2 separate regions of the Oryctolagus cuniculus genome follow, and region 1 is linked to region 2. The links are chromatin contacts, called in public Micro-C maps. All regions are on one chromosome and are shown on one strand. The core of a region is the stretch at or near the end of the contact, and the rest is flanking DNA. Distances in the headings are between cores, read along the strand shown.

The links. Hi-C and Micro-C count contacts between places; a contact is called where the count stands out from the background.
Region 1: a Micro-C map of ear pinna shows a contact between it and region 2, with 4 times the contacts expected there. The contact joins the promoter of PTPRF here to the promoter of IPO13 in region 2. A contact is called at or near these places in 3 of 6 Hi-C or Micro-C datasets (ear pinna, psoas muscle and an unstated tissue).

What each region holds. Positions count from the first base shown.
Region 1 is chr7:129,511,320-129,514,997 of mOryCun1.1, forward strand. PTPRF (protein tyrosine phosphatase receptor type F) reads right to left here and starts at 1,582. Exons shown (of 34, transcript XM_051856577.2): 1 at 1,403-1,582. LOC103350200 (a long non-coding RNA gene) reads left to right here and starts at 1,707. Exons shown (of 3, transcript XR_007923657.2): 1 at 1,707-1,841; 2 at 2,209-2,316; 3 at 2,883-3,678.
Region 2 is chr7:129,108,764-129,112,383 of mOryCun1.1, forward strand. It overlaps IPO13 (importin 13), which reads right to left and starts at 2,366. Exons shown (of 19, transcript XR_011390741.1): 1 at 1,464-2,366.

The DNA of each region.
Region 1 (3,678 bases), core at 332-2,831, 400 kb after region 2:
TGGCTCAGGGTCCCTTTGGATCCCGGCCCTGGTCCCTTCAGAAGCCAAGGTGGGGCCGCAGCCACCAGCATCCCGGCCGGGCCCTGCTGCTCCCTCCAGGGGAATCCAGAGAGCCCCCCCCCCCATCTCCCAGCTCAGACAGGTTGTACTCCCCACCCTCCCCACCCCCCTCAGGCTGCTGCACTGGGGCCCGGCACTGGGGAGGGGGTTGTTGAAATGGGGAGAAAGGCCAGGCCCTCCCCGGCTCAGGGGCGGAAGAACCTGAGGGGCAGCATTCCATGGGCATGGGGGAGGGGACCCCGCAGAGGGGGTGTGGGGCGCCAAGAGGGCTGAACACCTGGGGAGGAAAGCACGGAGACGCAGCGGGGAGAAGGCAGAGAGGGGCGGGGAGCTCCAGCCAGAGGGAACACGGAGACCCCGGGAGGAACACGGGCACCCCGGGAGGGAGCACACGGAGACCCCGGGGAGGAACACGGGCACCCCGGGAGGGAGCACACGGAGACCGCGGGAGGGGAACACGGGCACCCCGGGAGAGGCCCTGGGGCTGCAGGGCTGGAACTGGAAAGCAGGAACACACGGAGGCAAACAGGAAGAAGCCGAGACCGGGACGTGGGCCCGGCGACTGGGGACCGGCACGCTGGCACGGGACGGGACGCGGGGTGGCGACGGAGTGAACTTTCGGAGCGGGTCCGAGTGGACACGTCCTCCCGGGACAGGCCGCTCCAGGGCCTTCAGGGCCCAGCCTCGGGGTGGGGGTGGGGGTGGGGGTGGGTGCAGCCCGCCCGAGCCCCTCGCCGGCCCGCGCTCGCGACCAGAGAGTGGGGGGCTCCGAACTCGCACCCGGCACATCCCGGGACCGCACGTGCGCCGGGGCCGCGAGCGAACCGGGAGCGCGTCGGCTGCGGATCCCCCGCCGGCTGGGAGGGGGCGCCGGTGCGGCGGGGGCGGGGGCGCGGCCTGGACCCGCCCGGAGTTGGGGGGGTGGGAAGCCGAGGGCCGCCCCCGGAGCGCGTCCGCCCAGAAGCGGGGCGGCGGGGTTGGGGGGGGCGAGGCGGGATCAGCGAGGGGGCGCAAAAATGCAAACGGCAAACTTTGCACTGGGGGGGCGCGGGCTGCGGTTCAGGTGCGGCGGGGAGCGAGCGGGCGAGCCGGCGGCGGGGGGGAGGGGGGGCGCGTCCGCCGCGGGGTAAAGGCGGGGAGGAGCCGCCAGGCTGGGCCGGGGGTGGGGGGGCTTGCCGAGGCTGCGGGCGCGGCAGGTGGGGGCGCGGCCCGGCCTAAGCGGCGCCCCCAACCCCCCCGGGACCGCCCCCGGCTCCGCTGGGTGGACGCGGGGGAAGGGCGGGGAGAGTGGGAAAGGAACGGGCGCGGAGGGGACTGGAGGGGAGCCCCGGGGGTCACTCACCGCCTATCCAGGGGCCGTCGGTCCGCATGTCCCCCCCACGCTGCCGAGGCCGCCGCTCCCGCTCCTCTGCCGCCGCCGCGGGCACCTGGTCCCGCTCCCGCCACCGCCACCGGAGCTGGAGCCGAAGCCCGAGCCGGAGCCCGAGCCGGAGCCGCCGCCTCTGCCGCCGCCGCCGCTCCCGCGCCAGCTCCAGCCGCGCGCCCCCGCCCGCGCCCGCGCCCGCGCCCCTGCCCCTGCCGTGCGCGTCCCCGGTACCGCCCCTCCCCTCGTGCGCTCGCGCTGGTGGAGCCGCGGAGCCGGGTAGGCCTAGCCAGAGCACAACCCAACCGCGCACGTCTAAGCCGACCGGAGCCCCAGCGTGGGGCCTGAGCCCCAGCGGTGAGCGCCAACACATCTCAACTCCACGAAGTGCAGCTCCTACTAGTGGCTCCCGAGCCTCGTAAGGACCTGATGGTGCCGTGAGATCCCATTTCCTACCCGTGCAGATCTGAGACTGATACTGGGCCCACACCCACCCCGAACCCCAATACTGACTGCAACCCCCTAAATCTGTCCCCGAGTGGACACGAGTAGTCATTCTGACCTGGACCCCTGTATTATAATGCCCCCAAATACCAATTCTGGCCCTAAACCCTTTTACAACTGCTGCCCACCCTAACCTTGATCATAACACTGGCGCCATCCCTGGTGGTCAGTGGACTCCAGTACCCACGTGGAGCCCTCTAAGGGCCAGTAGCCACCTTCTGCTGAGCCCCAACCCTTCCACAAAATTCCATTCCCGGCACACTTTCTGTTCACATTCTCAGCTCCAGAATTGAGATTGAGTAATTGGAAAAGGGGCCCCAGCACAGAAACGGACCTTGGACCCCACCCACCGTTGAACCCGCTGAGGACCTCACCTGATCCAGCCCTTGGTGAGACCCCCTCACAAGCTCCCTTCCTGCCCGCTCTCCCTCCACTCTTCTGATCTGGTGTCAGCCTTAACCAGAGGCTACCGGGTATCTATGCAATTTCCGGCTGGTATAAATTGGCCCTTGAATTCCAAACCGGATATTAACCTCAATAGTGAGTCTCTGACATCTCACACGAAACGCAAATGCGTTTGTAAGTTTGTGGGCTACACCCTTAGCCCACCTGAAGATTTATGCCACAGTCCTAATGCCGATGGGAACTGGTGAGCTCCAATGGTGACACCAAAGCTCCTGCCTCCAGGTCCCTCCCCCAAAGCCCCTTCCTGTAGCCCACTCACCCCACCCCCAGTGCGGTCATGTGAGGGGTGCGGGAGGAGTCCCAGTCTCCTTGGGGCCTCTCTGATACCCCTGGGGGTTTGGAGTCGGGGAGGAACAAACGAGATTTGGAGGTTGTTGGGGTCACAGTGGTGACGTAAAGGGGAAGCCTGCACTGGGGCTTATGGATGTGAGCACCAAGTTCTGATGAACACCTAATTCACTGCCTGCTTTTGTCGCGGACTTGGATTCAGAAACGGTGCGCGTGCGCCCCCTGGTGTGTGACGAGCGGATGGCTCCAGCGATGCCGGGCAAAGGATTCCTTCCAGATGACAAACAGGTCAAAAATGAGTGTCTCAGTCAGTGGTTTTACGCCCCTTGGTAATTTTGGAGTACTGTGGGGGGAGGTATTGCAACGCTCGTGCATTTTTTGGCATTTTTGCTTCTGTTTCAGAACTTTGAGGGTTCGGCTCCACCCCCAGTTTTTAAAAAGTGTAATCTTCAGCCAATTATGTCCGTGCGTTGCTGACTTAGGAAAAGTCTTTCTACTTGGTGCCCCTGGCCTACACTCCCACACCGGCTACTCTCTCTCCAGTTCTCTTCTAGCGCTCTGCCTTAGGCCTCCCCTTTTTCCTGCTGAGCTGCCTTTTCCTGGACCGATTCGCCCACCAGCAACCATGTCTCTGCAGTCTGGGCCTCTCATCTGAACCCCAGGTCCATGTAACCGAGACAGAGTTCTGCACTCACTCCCCCCGCCCCGGGGCTGCTCGCCCTCCCTGTTCCCCACTTCTTGTAATGCCTGGACCGGAAGTGCCAGTCTTTCTCTCCTGCGGTCCCGTCTGCTCCTTGGTGGTCAGTCCTACAGAGGCTGGAGACCACATGGCTCCGTGAGAGACACGCACAGAGAAGGGAACAGATTCTGACTTTGAGGTTCTGGGCCACACAAAACCAGTCTGCTCGCAGAATCTGCTGTGCATGGTGATGGGGTATCGCCCCTTGAGACGTGCTCTACCTCGTGTGGTCCCTTGGCACCAGCTGCACCTATTTAGA
Region 2 (3,620 bases), core at 1,116-3,615:
AGGCAGAGAGAGAGGAGCGGAGCTCTCTAGTGGGAGGCACCTGAGGGCAAGGCCCAGGGGGAAGGAATGGCTCCCTAAGGATGAAGCGCAGCTGAGAAGAACAGGAAACAGCCTGAGGGGCCCTGACCCTTACAGACACAGCTGCTCCAGTCAACTCCTACAGCTCCATTCATCCCCCCGGGATATCACTAGGTCACTCCAGATGCAGGCACCAGGGCCAGTGTGAAACCTGAGGAGGACTGAGACTTCTGCCAGGAGCCCTCAGGCAGAGACAGCCTAGAGGGGGAGGGGGAGAGAGCACCCTCAGAGAGCACACGCAAAGGTCCCATAAGGTCTAGTAAAGAGCCGCTTGGGCCACAGCCGCAGTCCTAGCAAATGCCTGGTCCGGAGCTCTCAACTAGCAGAACCTCCGGGGTCCCAACTCCAGTGGGAGTTCACGCAGTGGGAAAACAGTGGCGTATCTCCCTGGTAGCACACAGAACAGTGCCAATACAGCCCAGCCCCAAGGAGTGGGTGAGTGAGGCCAGGATCCTGTCCCACAAGCTGGCTCCATCCAAGTAGGCTGAACCCCATTTGTACCCCCTGACAGCCAGCTCTGGCTACTGTCCCTTGTTCGGTCCCTCAGGGATGCAGAGGCGGAAGGGAAGCCATCCTCACTGCTTGTTATGGCAAACAGGGCTCAAGAGTAACAAGTGAACCTTTGCGACCATCCCCTGCTTTCCGGCAAGGTAGCCCATGTCCCTGTTCACCCCAGGGGCCATGCATTCTTGCATTCCAGGCTTCTGGGAGCCCAATGCTGAAGACAATCAGAGAAGCAGCTCAGAAAACAGGGACTGGGCAGGGGCCAGCCAGGGAGGGCTAGGGCAGGGCGTGATGTGAACAGGTGAGTAATGGAGGGCCTTGTAAGGTTCCCAGCAGGGCCAGGCCCCTTGACACAGCACAAAACAAAGAGGGGTACGCCCCACTGCTGCCTGCCCAGGCCCAGCACCTGTGCGGTAAAGAAAAGACCCTGCACCCAAGAAAAGTGAGAACGTAACCCAGGCTGTTTGGGCTCCAGATTATCTTCTGAGCCCCTGACTCGACACAGGTGTAGGATAACTCAGCATCAGTGTGGTTTCCAGGGACCAAGCTGCAGGTCTCCTTGGTTTCTTACTGCACCGCTCATGCATTTCCCACAGAGCTGGAGAAGAGCCAGTCTGGCTGAAGTCTGAGCCACCAGCACCGAGGGGGTACATCCCCAAACCCCGTATCTGTCCACAGAGGACCCAGGTCTAAGGAAAGCCAAAAATAGCCCACGAGGGCACTGCAACACTGCTGTCCTGCTGGCCGGAGACACGCAAGCGCCAGGTGCTCCAGGGGCACCATCCCAGCAGGCACCCGGCCCAGGCCTGAGCTCCGGCCTCAGTGTCAGTCCCCAGAACTTCTGCTCTGTCACTCGAGTACCCACCCCAAAGCCCTCGTACCTTCTCCACGTTCTCCACAGTGAAGTCCAAGGCTGGTGCTGCTCCAGCCCCTGCAGCTCCCGGCTGCTCCTCCCGCCGCTCCATCTTGGCTCCCTCCCCAGCAGGGAGGTGGACCCTGATCTGTCTCCTGCCCCAGCCCCTTGGCTGCTGGCCCCCTGCTAGACCCCGGCTTGTGTGTCCAGGGAGCTGCGGGGTGACGGGGGACCCAGGGCGGGCATGGCTGCCGAGGCCTCCCCACCTCCTTCGGGGTGGGGGGCTTGCCAGGGACCCAAAAGGGGGACTCTTGGGAGGAAACCCAGGGACGGTGACCCTGAGGAGGGAGCCGTAAGTGAGGGGCACTCAGGCCGGGGTCCTAGTGGTAGGTCAAGGTTCTGTCCCCAGAATCTGTGAGGAGGGAGGCCTGTGGGGAAAACCGAGTGCCGAGCCCGTGCGGGGTCACAGGGTCGACGGCCTGTACCCACAACACCCTCGTCTGTGCGAGCCCTTTGGCGCCGTGAGGAGGTCACCGGGCTGGGGGGCACGGGGGAAAGAGAGCCCTTCGCGGGTTACAGAGGCGTCCAACGAAGCGCGAGGGTGTAGCTTCGCGAGTCAGGGGCGAAGAGTCCGTGGAGTTGGGAGGCTGTGGCAGGTCCTCTCCATTCGGCCTGGCCCGCGCTCTGCTCACCGCCCCGCTCCGGCCCCGCTACCACGGCTACTGCCGCTGCCTCCGCCCCAGTGACTGACAGATGAGCCGGCCCGGCTGGGACGGGGCGGGGACCTCAGCAAGGCGTGGGCTGCCCCGAGCGCCTGTCGCCGGCACCGCCAACTCAGGCCCCCACCCCTGTCTGTTCTGGCCCGGCACGACCCGGCACTGCCCGGCACGGCCCAGCGGAACTGCGCGGAAACTCATTCCGGGTCCTTGGCCCTGTCCTCGCGCCAGCCCGCGCGCCCCCGAGCAGGCGACGGCGTGGTACGGCGCGCCGCCCGAGGCCCCCACGGAGCCGAGGCCCCGCCGCTACGCACCCTGGGAAATGTAGTTCGTGCTGAGCCCAGCCGGAAGGCGGCACCTCGCGGAGGAGGCCGGGGGCACATGGGTTGGGGCCTGAGAAGGCGTAAGCACCCCCCAGAGAAAAGCGGGGCTACACGCCGGAGGAATATAAAAGGACGGCTCAGGAACACCCAATACCACATACCATGGACAGTACTCGAGGAATTTCCTGAGGTTTTTGGAAGCAACTTCCCCCGATGTGTGCTTTGAATAAGACTAGCTCCCGTTTAAACCCAGGAGCAGTGCTTTGCATGCCTTGGGTTCCGTTAGGTTGGGGAAGTTGAGCTTATCTTGCCCCTGGACACACAGCTGTGGTGGCAGAGCCTGGCCCGGCAGTCCCTGCCTCTCACTCCCCCAGCTGTCCTCCAGTGAACTCCTGGCAGCCACCCCCGCAGGGATGGGAGGAAAAAGCAGAAGGGCTGGGGCGGGCGCTGTAGCTTAGTAGGTTAAGCATCTGCCTGCTGTGCCGACATCCCATATGAGCACTGGTTCGAGTCCTGGCTGCTCCACTTCCGATCCAGCTCTCTGCTGTGGCCTGGGAAAGCAGTAGAAGATGGCCCGAGTGCTTGGGCCCCTCACCAGCGTGGGAGAACCAGATGCCATTTGGGGAGTGAACCAGCTAATGGAAGACCTCTCTCTGCCTTTCAAACAAATAAATATAGCAAAAGGCCTACTGTACTTGAGTTCCAATGGAAGAGGTGGTGATGGCTGAGAAAGTTGATGAAGGCCTGAGGAAAGGGAGCCTCACTTAGATGCTAAGCAAAAGTACAGTGGAACTCCAGTCATTCAGCACATCTTCAATAAGAAAGTGCTGAAAAGGGGCCGGTGCTGCCTGTGAGGCTGGCATCCCGTTTGGGCGCCGGTTCCAGGCCTGGACGCTCCACTTACCCAGTCCAGCTCCCTGCTGCCTGGGAAAGCAGCAGAAGATGGCCCAAGTACTCACATGGGACCGGGATGAAGCTCCTGGCTTCAGCCTGGCCCAGGCCTGGCTGTTGTGTCCATTTGGGGAGTGAACCAGAGGTTGGGAGCTCTCTCTCTCTCTCTCTAACTCTGCCTTTCAAATAAATAAATAAGAACAGCTGGTAACCTATGTTCCATATAAGGGGAGATTTTAGGAGTGGGTGATGCTG